2 separate regions of the Mus musculus genome follow, and region 1 is linked to region 2. The links are chromatin contacts, called in public Hi-C maps. All regions are on one chromosome and are shown on one strand. The core of a region is the stretch at or near the end of the contact, and the rest is flanking DNA. Distances in the headings are between cores, read along the strand shown. Region 1 overlaps Snap25 (synaptosomal-associated protein 25). Region 2 holds the start of Snap25 (synaptosomal-associated protein 25).

Region 1 (5,777 bases), core at 2,338-4,837, 40 kb after region 2:
TTTATTTATTTATTTATTTTGTAGCAAGGCTTTAGCCCTTGACCCAAGAACCAAGCTAATATTTAGAAAAAGAGCACTTTCATTGGCCCTTCACAGGTAAGACAGAGGACAGAGACTTGGACCAAAATGCTTCTTGCTAGAGCCTTCAGAACCATCCCTCAGAGGCAGTGATTTGCCTATAGCTGCATGCTAGATATGGCTGTGCCCATGTAATACTCAATAAGCAAACAGTACCTCCATGAATGAACTGTGGTTTGCTTAAACTATGATCAGGATAAGTGAGACAGGGTTCTGTTCTGTCTGCCCCATCTCCTAGTCAATTAGTCTGCCATGCTTTGGCTCCCAAGCAAACAACCGGGAATCATTGCAGAATACAAACTAAAGCACTAAATACTCACTTAGCCACATTTGCAAAATACACAAAAGAAACATTGGCATTTTTGAAAAGGAGATATTTAGTCATAATCAGTACTAGTTGTGGCTGACTGCCCTCTTGCAATTAAGGAATGCCAATGCTGGTTGCATTTAAATGTAAGGCCTCCCATCCCAGCACTCTTACAGAAGAAACCCAAGCCAAAGCAACCCATCATCAGCTATGCCCCTGACAGAGCTCATGGAAGAGGCAGGCTTCCCTTCTCAGAAGAATGGAGATCAGAACTGTGTTTAGATCAGGTATACAGAGAGAATTCAACTCAGGAGTGGTGTTTGGTAGGATAGTATGAGAAGTAAATGGGCCTCATTGAAAAGGAAATAGGTTTCTGAAGATAGTGCCTAAGAGATTCTGAGGGAGAGGAGGCATTTGTGAGATGTTTGGAGTTGACAAATGAGATTATTCTTCTGTGTTTGTGTGCTCATGGTACCGAAGTATGAATACATATCACCATATTGAAACAAATATTGAAAAATAAGGACCCCCAACACCTTGAATCAGTGTGTAGCTGAAACAAATATTGAAAAATAAGGACCCCGACACCTTGAATCACTGTGTAGCAACATAATGGATAACCACTGTTAACCACCAAAATGAGAAGAGAAAGACCATGGGCCCAAATCATCATAGCCAACTTAATTAAAACAAGCAATTAATTAAAGCAAGCTTTTTTTAAAATTCGTGTACATGGGCTGTTTTCTCCACTAAGGTAGAGTTTGAGAGGTCAGCATTGGGTGTGAGGAAGACAAGGATTTTATAGCTCAGGGGTAGGTAGTTTCAAATGGGCAATTTGGTGGGCAAATGACAGGTGGTCTACAAGAGTAGAACATAAACATAACAAGTTAGGCAAAGCAACCTTCTGAACCAAAGGCATGATTAAAAGGTAGTCATAAGAACAGATAGTCACCAAATATAGAGGTCATCATAACAACTCCTGTGAAACAAAGGTAGGATTGCGAGATGGTTATTAACTTTTTGAAACAAAGACATGATTATTATTCCTGGAACAGGCAGGTACAGAACCATTTGTAGTTAAGGTTACAGGAGGGATATAGACCAATGGAACTCACTATGTAGAACAGGCTGGCCTGAAACTCATAAAGATCCACCTGGCCTTTGCCTCCTGAGTTTGGGGGTTAACGGCATGCACCTAAAACTCTGTAGGCATAGACAATCAAACACAGACTCACTTTTATAATTTCTAGTTTTACTCCATGCCTCATTTCTTATTTTAGAGTATGATTAGAGTATATCCAAGAAACACCATGGGAAGATTTATAAAATGGATTTTGCAGGCAAAGTTGAACAGGAAATAAAAAACCTACACAGTGTTCATCTGTAGTAAATATGCAGCGTTCTGCAGATAGGGGAAGCTGATAACTAATGTTCAAGGATTTCTGGTTTTGTTTGCCTGTGTTTCTTTGTTCGGATCCACAAGTGTTTTTCTTGAAGAGCCAGCCAGCAAATATGTTCAGCTTTGTGAGCCCTTATGGCATGGAAGAAGCCACTGACAGTGGATTCACAACTAGACAAGCATATGCTCAAAGAAAACTTTATTATACATCTTGAAATTCTAGTATCACAATTTCCATTTCATGGTTTCTTCATCTCAAATCCTGTCAACCATTGAAAAATGAGGGTAAGATAGTCAGCTTAGCCTAAATCCAATGCAACAAAGAACAAGCTGGTTTGGGTTCATAGGAAAGTGAAGGGATGAGAATTACTGGAAAGAAGCTGTCTATACAGACTGATAAACTGATAAAATGTCAAGGACTATGGAGTGGTTGGAATGTTCTAGGTCCAGAGCCTAACTAAATTTCTCAGCTGTATTTATCCCCCTAAAAAGCCATTTCTTGTTTACCTCCCTATCAGATGTAAATAGGTGAAAACCTTTGGGATATATTAACTTAAGGAAACCCTGTTCTCTACCAGTCAGAGTTAAGGATGGTATCAGATAACATCCGAGCCTTTGTTCAGATTCTTCCCACTGAATGTAGCCACATCTCTGATGTTTCCACTAATGGAACTGAGAAATGCCTTGATTATAACTTTCTTTGTTCTTTTACTATTAAAAACTTCATGAACTTGCTTGTACGTTGCAACTATGGGTCTCTCAGTGACCTAAGCCCATGTTCCTGGGCTATGATCACTCAAATTTAGACCTAGAATCAACTGTCTCTTGGGCTCTTTGAGGTGAGAGCTCTGTTACTGCAGAGCCCTTGATTGGTTTATTCAGACTAGTGTCCTATTTGGCTAACTACAAAGCCATTTCTTGACCGTACCTAGTGACATTTACTGACACTGTAGCAGTAAGTAGGCTAACTGTGGTCTGCAGAACAACAGTGTCCACACCTCCTGGATGTTTCTCGAGACATACTATCTGGGACTCGGTCTCAAACTGAGCAAATCGGAACCTCTGCGGTTTTAATGACTCAGCCATCATTAAGAAGCTTTCTAATGATGCTAACTTTTGCAAGAGTTACAGAAGGATGGTCTTAAACTTTAAGCTGAAAATTGCTAATTTTGGAACATTAAAGGGAATATGTGTTCATCCCAGAGTCAATTAACAGGAAGTGAATACCTAGTTAGGTCTAGACTATGCACAGGTGATTTGAGATTCTTAGCCAGGGTCTTTAATGGCTAGGTGAGTGTCTTATATCAGAGCTCCAGGAATCTCTTTTGAGAGACTATTTCCTTGTATCCTCCCTGACTAATGTGAGCTTTGCTCCTCTGGGGAATGCCACTTGCTTAGGTATGTGCAGGACTAACACTTGTTCCATGCCACCTGAGTAATTCCATTTCATTATTAACATCCTCTCAGCTAGTGCAATGATTGCTAGTTACGATTCTCCCTGTCTCCTAGAATGCAGTCATGCATGGGTTTGGGGTTTTTAGGGACAATTTATCAAATGGAAACAACAAACATCCCAGCAAGTAGCTGTTCTAGTGATTCTCATCAGGAGGGCTGCCACTACACTCTCTCTCTCTCTCTCTCTCTCTCTCTCTCTCTCTCTCTCTCCACACACACACACACACACACACACACACACACACACACACACACACACACACACACTCCTGTCTACAGCGTTTCCTTGGTGATCTCTCAAAGTTGCTATTCTCAGCAGGGGAAGAACAGCTGTATGCTCCTAGCTCCAGGCTGCCAGCAACCTGCCAGGGCTTGGTTGATGGGCAGGTGGCAGGCTGACAGAGAAGCCATGTGGTAGATACTCTTCTATTCCTGATTTTCATGCTCCCAACCCCCACCCCACGCCAGGAGTTCCCATACCAGAATGAGGAGATGACACAAGAAAGTGCAAGCACCTCTTCACAAAGAAGGAGGCCAGGGTCAGGCACGCCCTTGCTTGTTCCCTAGAGGCAGTCCTGAGAGAGTTGCTGCTTGGAAACCAGCACCTTTCCACTCTGCTGGTTTCCCTGAGACCAGTACTCAGCTGCTCCTCAGTGCCTGATGTCAGCCATTACTAAAGGAAGAATAGGTAACAGAGCCTAGATTTGTTCTACTCTTCCCAAAGGTATGAGGATATTTTACCCAAATAGGCTATCTGAATATTAAAACCCAGCATCCTTAGTAAACAAAGTTAATTGGGATTTTCTATCCTTGACACACCTGTGACATAAAATCTCAGAAGTGAGCTTTATGCTCAGGGAGGGAAGTAATCTTGCCCATAGCCACAAAGTTTCTAATTCACATTAACATTCTTCCCGTTTAAAGTCCCTCGATTAGAAGACTTTCTTCACAGAGCTGGTCAATGCAGAAAGCTAATCATATACTCTGCTTCCCCTCCACAGAGGACCTCCATCTTATCATCTGAGATAATGGCAATAGTGTCATACACATCCAGTCACATAACCCATGGGATGAGTGTTCTTAACTATAGACTCACAAGTCTTGCTAGTGAGCAGCCAGCTTTCCTTTCTTCAAGGATGCAGAGAACCCTCTGCTATCCTGTGGCTCAGCCTTCTTTCCTTGCCCTGCTTTCGTTGACAGGAGAAGATGGGAGTTCAGTACCAGCTTCTGAATGTGCTTGGTCTGATAGGGACACACATTGTCTCCAATTAGGGACCATCTCTAGCCATCTGGCCCTCTCCCTGTGAAGACTAGATACATAATTCCTAGGTAAGCATTCACTCTCCAAAGACAAGATTCAAGTCTGCAAGAGGAAAGACAAATACCACTGTATGCTTGACTATCTCAAACGTGGGACCCAAGCCTGGACCTTCAACAAGTGTACTGCCCAAAGATGTTGGTGTAAGGTCAAATACTTATCTCAGACTCTTCCTCTGGTCCCTTCTGGGGACATGACTCCCTGACAGAAGCTGACTATGTTCCCATTGGCACTCTAATTTCTGGTACTTAGAATTTCTTCACTGTCTTCTTTCCAATTAAACTGTAGTTATATAGAGGTGGTGAATTCACATTTTCTGTTCATCAGTGTATCCCTAGTACTCTTTGTAAGTACTTGAGAATTGAGAAGGATGGAAAGGAAGAAAGAAGGGTGCTCTGGAACAATTAGTGTCCTCTTACTTGCATTTGTTTCATGTGAAATGTCAAGGATAGCCACAAAGTGGGCTGGTCACATTTTAAGGCCCTGGACTCACTCCACTTTGGAATAAGACTTGTTTACCTGCACACAATCTTGACAACCTCTAATGACAATTCTAGATGCTTCTAAATATGGTGCCCTGCTACCCACAAACAAATAGTAATGGTCTAGTAATTGTGCAAAAAAAATAAATGTAGTAAATCTCAAAATAATTATACCAAGTACAAAAGCCAGGCAAATCATAGTGCATGCTAAGTCATGTCATTAATACATAATCCTAAGAAATGCCAGCAATAGTGACAAAAAGGAGATCAGCAGTCTCTTGGACATGGGAGGGTATGGAGAATAACAGGTATAATAACAAGGAGAATGTGAAAATGTGGGGGTTAATCGATTGGTTCATTTTCTTTTTAGAGTGGTGGGGTTCCTGAGTATATTGCATGTGTCAAAATTTCACAAACTATACAAATTGTGAAGTGGTTAGTATGTCAATTATAATTGTCTGTACTCTCCACCTCATCATTCCCAAGCCTTGCTGGTTTGTGTTTTAAAAATATTTCAGATGAAGCCATATGCGTCTTCGTAAACCTGGGATCCTAGAACACTTAGGAGACTGGAGCAGAAAGATGGTTAGCCCAAAGCCAACCTGGGCTACAATACAAACTGTCAGAAAAAATCATATGTAAATATGTGTCTGTTCCTGTGAGGAGGCTGAAAAAAATATCTCTTCCTGGCACTTTTTGGAGAATTGACATAATTCTATTGATTCTTGTCTGAATTTG
Region 2 (5,620 bases), core at 2,411-4,910:
ATACAGTATTTTGCAAAACTGATACAGTAAAAAATAACTTCTAAATATGTTAAGACAAACATCATTGGCATCCTTGTTTAGGAAAGCCTCACCTTTTAGTACATGACAGGGAATGCAGATACTCATTACTATTATGGGAATAAATGGCAAATGAGTGTTCAGCCCTAAAGAATATACTTTTACCATCCCCTCTAAGGCTCAGAGAACACTGGGGAAGTGGGAATAGAAGGACTAGAAAAGCCAGAAGATATGAAGGGTTATAAAATACCATCTATGGAGCAAGAAAGAGCCATCAGAATCATCAGCTCGCAACAGCTATTGACACATGCACTATGTCTGCAAACGAAATGAGCCTGTGAACTGTCAGGTATGGATGGAGGAGGGATCCGGAGCCCTGTCACTCACTTCTGCACTGTTTGCTACCCTCAGGCTCAGGGAATGGAGAGAGCATCCATCTCCTTCAGTTGTGTACTCACCGATGACCTTATCAGGCTCCACTGAACACTTCCAATTCAGTGATTACACAGATAGTCCCCAGGGAAACTAAATGGGCCCCAAAACAAAACCCATAGTTGTGAGCCAAGAAAGAGAGTGGTAGGAATATGGAAGAAGAGGGAATTACAAAGATGATGAGAAGGTGGAAGAGAGAATAATCAGAATACAATATATGAATGCATGAAATTGTCAAACAACACAAATAACAAAAACATACTTTTATGAAATTGTAATTGTCAAGCCAACTAACAATCTTTGGAGGTTTTTTTTTTCTCTTGTTTTCTGAATTTATATTTATCCATGTATTTATTCATTTACATTTTGGCATTTTGGAACAAGGTCTTACTATAAAGCCCAGGCTAGCTTCAAACTTACTGTATAGCCCAGGCTGGCCTTGAACTCACAATGAAGCCCTTGCCTTAGCCTCCCACTTGGCTATGAATCTTGAACTTTGTATTCCAAGAATAACCATTGCAAATTAGAATGCTTGGGGGCATGGTATACCAAAGAGCTTTCAGAGACTGCATTAGCATACCATACATACCCATTAATCACAGCAGTGAGTTCCTTGGCATCAGGAACTACACATACTGGATCTTTGTAGAGGGGACTCAGACACAGCTAAATCATTTCGGGGCAAAATTGTCTTCACCTTGCTTCTCTGTATGGGCCAAGTCATTGTAAACCCAGAATAACATAAATCTGCTGGCCGGGGACTGTCAATCATCACCACGGGAGTTTTTGTTTGTTCTGCTTTATTTTAATGAAACAATAGAAACAATACGATATTCAAAGTATATTAGGGACTATCTTGCTACACAGGAAAAGCTTTTACATTTCCAGGGTATCTTAGATTAGATCTTAGTGATTCCCAAGCATAGAGAACCTCTTATCATCATTTTGTGAAGGAGCATACAGATATGAATAATGCTGTCACCTCTTTCAGAGGGGCTGTTGGTATTTTCTGTGGCTCCATGAGTCAGTGCGACTCTGTCTTCCTCTCTGTAATTTCTGAAGTTGTCAGTGTGAGGAATCTTCAGCTAAAGATTCAGAACACCAAGCTCTTCTCTCCGGTGCTTGCCACATCACTTTTGCCTGCAGAATGAGGCTCCCTCAATGACGTACTTAAAAAAAAAAGGGGGGGGGGGGAAATCCCCTGCCCCCATTCTTTCACAAACTTTCTGCCTGAATGATTTCTAGTTGGAGGGCCCTATACATATTTTCTTTCTCCTTCTTGTAGGGTAGTTTGTCTGTCTCTGCCAACTCTGCATGCTGCCTTTTTTTTCCCAAGTCATATCATAACTGAAAAATATTACATTCTTAAGCCTATTCCTGCGAGCTTTATTATAATGAAAATATGAGCTGGAATGGCAGCCTAGTGAGGGCCAAGCATATTTTTTTCTGTCGTACAAAAATTTAAATGTTGAATAACTCAGTAAGCAAATTGCAGCAGCAATATTTCAGGAATCCGGTTTTAATCAAAACCCAAACACCATCATCATCGCAAACATTAAGATTTCAAAATATCCTTTGGATCTTGGTATCTGTTAGAAAAAGGAAATTCTGCTCCTCTCCTATGTACATCCACCCAACCCCCTCCTCCCTCAGCTCCCCGTCTGTCTTCGCCTACAATTAAAAGCTTTATTACCTAAGCTTGCCTTTAAAACCAGCAAGCGTGGTGTGTGTGTGTGTGTGTGTGTGTGTGTGTGTGTGTGTGTGTGTTATCGAGACCGGGGCGGGGGGCGTTTACGCGTTGCTTTTCAGATCCAGTTTTAAGTGTGTGTGTGTGTGTGTGTGTGTGTGTGTGTGTGTGTGTGTGTGCGCGTGTGTGTTTCTAAGAGAAAAGGATTTTCCATCGCCCAAGAGGCCATCAAGTTTTAAGATTGCGAGGCACGACTTCTAATCGCATCCTCCGCGGAAAAGTACAAACAGTTCCTGAGACGAGGTCCCCCACCTCCCACGCGCTCCCCAGCTCTCCCTCCCTGCCTAGAACCCGGACAACCTCCCCAACACCTGTGAATCATCTAGAGGCTGCACCACCGAACTATTTGCATATCGCCGCCTGCCCTACCCAGCTCCTGACTGCTCCTGACGCACGACAAGCAAAGACAGGATTATATTGTGTGGTTATTACTTCTAATCTTTCATCTGAACCAGCAGAAGTAGACATTCTTGCTCATACCAGACCCAGAGGTTCAGAGGGTCGGCCACTGAAAGTGCTTGTGCAATGAGTGACCCTCCAGATTTCAGTACTGTCCTAGCCACCTTCCCCCCACCCCCACCCCCGGATGTCTGGACACGTTCTAAGAAACCCGAATACCGCTCTAGGCCCAGACTGCAAATTCAACCCGCCACAGAGTCATCTATAAGCCCCGGGCAAACAACTCGCAACTCAAAGCCCTAGCCCTGCAAACCCAAGCTAATAGGGCTAACTAGCTTCCCTCTCCCTTTCCCCAACTCAGGTGTTATCTCGGTGATAATTGCTCTGACGTACTTTAAAAGAAAGTGTGAGCCTTTCCCAAACTGGCCATGATTAAATGAGAACTCTAAACCTGCAATGCTGCTTTAATACAATAATTTTCATAAAAATAGCAATGTGAGTAACCTGGTCACGAAAGGAGCTGGTGAGAGCGAGAGCTGAGGGGAATGCCTCTTCGGACCCTCTTCTCTGGAGAAAATAAATCACAACAGAAATCTATGCCAATCCCTCACATCATTACCCTTCTATTCCTTTACCTTCCTCTCGTGTCTGTGACTCAACCAAAGACAAATCATCAGGGGAACGTTTTACATATAAATATGTATATGTTTACATTATTATAATTGTATATACATTCCAAACACACGTATTTACATACATATATTCACATATGCATGCACACGTAAGCAAACGCATAGGCCATCAGGAAAACAGTCGCAAGAAATATGTATTTCCCAAGACGGTGCTAAAATGGAGTCAAAAGAATCGCTCCATTTGGGTGTTTATAAAAGATTGAAATAAAAAGGGTTGCTGCAAAGCGCTCAGGGAGCTGAGTCAAGCGCTCCGCACCTCCCGGCTCCTCCCCTACCGCCCCCAGCCACCTTCCTCCCTCCGCCCTCCCCCATCACACTTCCTCCCCGCCCCTCGAGGAGCCGGCTATTAAAAGCTGCTGACGTCAAAGGAACGGCCATCTTTGATGAGGGCAGAGCTCACGTTGCATTGAAGAAGAAACCTCGGGGAGGTCTGGAGCTGTCTTTCCTTCCCTCCCTACCCGGCGGCTCCTCCACTCTTGCTACCTGCAGGGATCAGCGGACAGCATCCTCCGGAGAAGACAAGGTAAAGAGCCCCCTCCCCCGATCCAGGTCCTAGCCCTGTATGGCTGCATACACAGAAGGGACTGCAGCTGGCAGCCCAAGTGAGCCTGGGTAAATACAAGTATTGGTGCACTTAGGGTGCGGTATTCCCTGTGTGCATATCTACCTAGACTCTCGCCTGGGGCTGCATAAAAGTATTTTCGAGGTGAGCTGTTTGGAGAAGGAGTGAATGGGGACACTACAGATGGAGTGGTGGGAAGAAATAGCGAGGATGTGTACAGAATAATAACTTACTCTTTTGAAGCAGCCGTGGGACCCTCTTCCATCTTGCGATGCAGTTTTGAGATATGTTTAGGTTATTAGGATTGTGGGGTTTTTTTTCTACCTGTAGTCTAAAATTTAAAAGCAAAACACGATCTTGTAGTTCGTTCCAACCCTATGATTATGACTGTAGTGTTTAGGGCACTGCTACCCAAGGGAGATGAGAAGGCAGGGTGTGGGCGCTGGGGAGGCGAAAGGAGAAGGGGGGCAGTTCCCTCCCTGGGCAAGCTGAGCTGCGGCAGCGGCAGCGGCAGCAGCCTCCATGCCCCACAGACTTGATTTATGCCGCCTGCCCCAAGTCAGCTACAGGCGAGCATGTGCTGCAAAGTGGGAGAGCTCTGGAGGTTTGGTGCGGTGGGCTAGACTAGTGGGGGTGCGATGGCGGGAGCTCAGCACCCTGGACAGGAGTGCTCGGCGCCCGCGTCGGCGCCCTGACCTTTCAGCACCGCGGACAGCGATCCGGCTGCAGCGCCGCATTACCTGCTGCAGAGATGCCTGGCTGGGACTAGAGGCCAAATTTTCTCTCTGAGATCCAGGTCTTATAGAAAGTCTTAATAGAGCTCGCATAGTAGATTAAAAGAAAGACAGAAGAATAAATCCTGTCAGCAGGGATTTATTTACAGACAATTGCCTGCTCTCTTCCTCACTTCCCACGTAGCTTCAAGAAAAAGCAGACTACTTGTAGAAGCCTTCTGTATTTCTTCCTGTGCCTTGGTTTAGACAAAAACAAAACAACAAAACAAAACAAAACCATACTTTTAAAAACGGTCACTTATCCTCCATTACGACATATATACTGTAATTTTTTGTATTTAACACAGGGTAGATATATCCGTTGATATTAGGTGGGCTCCAGTGGGCTTATAAGATGATGCTAGTACTATCTATTTATAGGACAGTTCCTTCCCTGTGTTTTTTTTTAATATGGGTTATCTGAACTAGTTTCTGGAATAAATCCCTTTGTCACTTTTCCTTTATTCTTAAAACTAGGTAGAAACAAGCATACACAGCCAAAAGAAAAATTTCAATATCTTTGGCTGTGGTTTTGGAGTTAGTGCATTTCATATTAACATTGGATATGGCAGATTGATTGCTGTAGATGTTGACGTTAAGAATGGTCATCCTTGGGAGAAGTTAAACATGTCCTTCAGGGTTATGAATCGGCTGAAGCAGGAATCTGACCCCCAAGATTCACTGCAATTTCTATTATGGCACTGCAGGATTTTGCTGAGGTCATGATAACTATTTTCTTCTCTGAGGCTTAGAGACTCCGCATGAGCAAAAATTGTCATGATGATAAATATCTGTTTGATTTAGAGTCTCATAATTGTCATGAATGTATCAAGACTAAAATGATATGCTTTCCACAGTTGTTAAATGAGAATAACAGCTTCATATATAAGGATGTATATAATGCATTAAAGACATGCTAGCATGAACCCTTTTAAAGACCTCCTCCCAAAGGTCTTGAATTGTGTTCATTTAGTTATAACTCCAATCATCTGTCTCC

What was found. Hi-C and Micro-C count contacts between places; a contact is called where the count stands out from the background.
Region 1: a contact with region 2 is called in a Hi-C map of olfactory sensory neurons, with 2.3 times the contacts expected there. The contact joins the enhancer-like site here to the promoter of Snap25 in region 2. A contact is called at or near these places in 1 of 39 promoter capture datasets (hippocampal neurons), 4 of 484 Hi-C or Micro-C datasets (cerebellar granule neurons, cerebellum, olfactory sensory neurons and 1 more) and 2 of 9 other capture datasets (adipose tissue and liver).

What each region holds. Positions count from the first base shown.
Region 1 is chr2:136,750,189-136,755,965 of GRCm38.p6, forward strand. All of the region lies in intron 1 of Snap25 (synaptosomal-associated protein 25), which reads left to right. Among named protein-coding and RNA genes, the nearest start is that of Gm32659, 39 kb to the left of the region's middle. Within about 2 kb of position 3,588, at least 18 of the 459 cell types and tissues checked have an H3K27ac peak or open chromatin away from gene starts, as enhancers often do. A contact at or near this core is called in olfactory sensory neurons, where this site is marked.
Region 2 is chr2:136,709,790-136,715,409 of GRCm38.p6, forward strand. It overlaps Snap25 (synaptosomal-associated protein 25), which reads left to right and starts at 3,661. Exons shown (of 8, transcript NM_011428.3): 1 at 3,661-3,811. It overlaps Gm32659 (a long non-coding RNA gene), which reads right to left and starts at 4,549. Exons shown (of 3, transcript XR_375013.3): 1 at 4,084-4,549.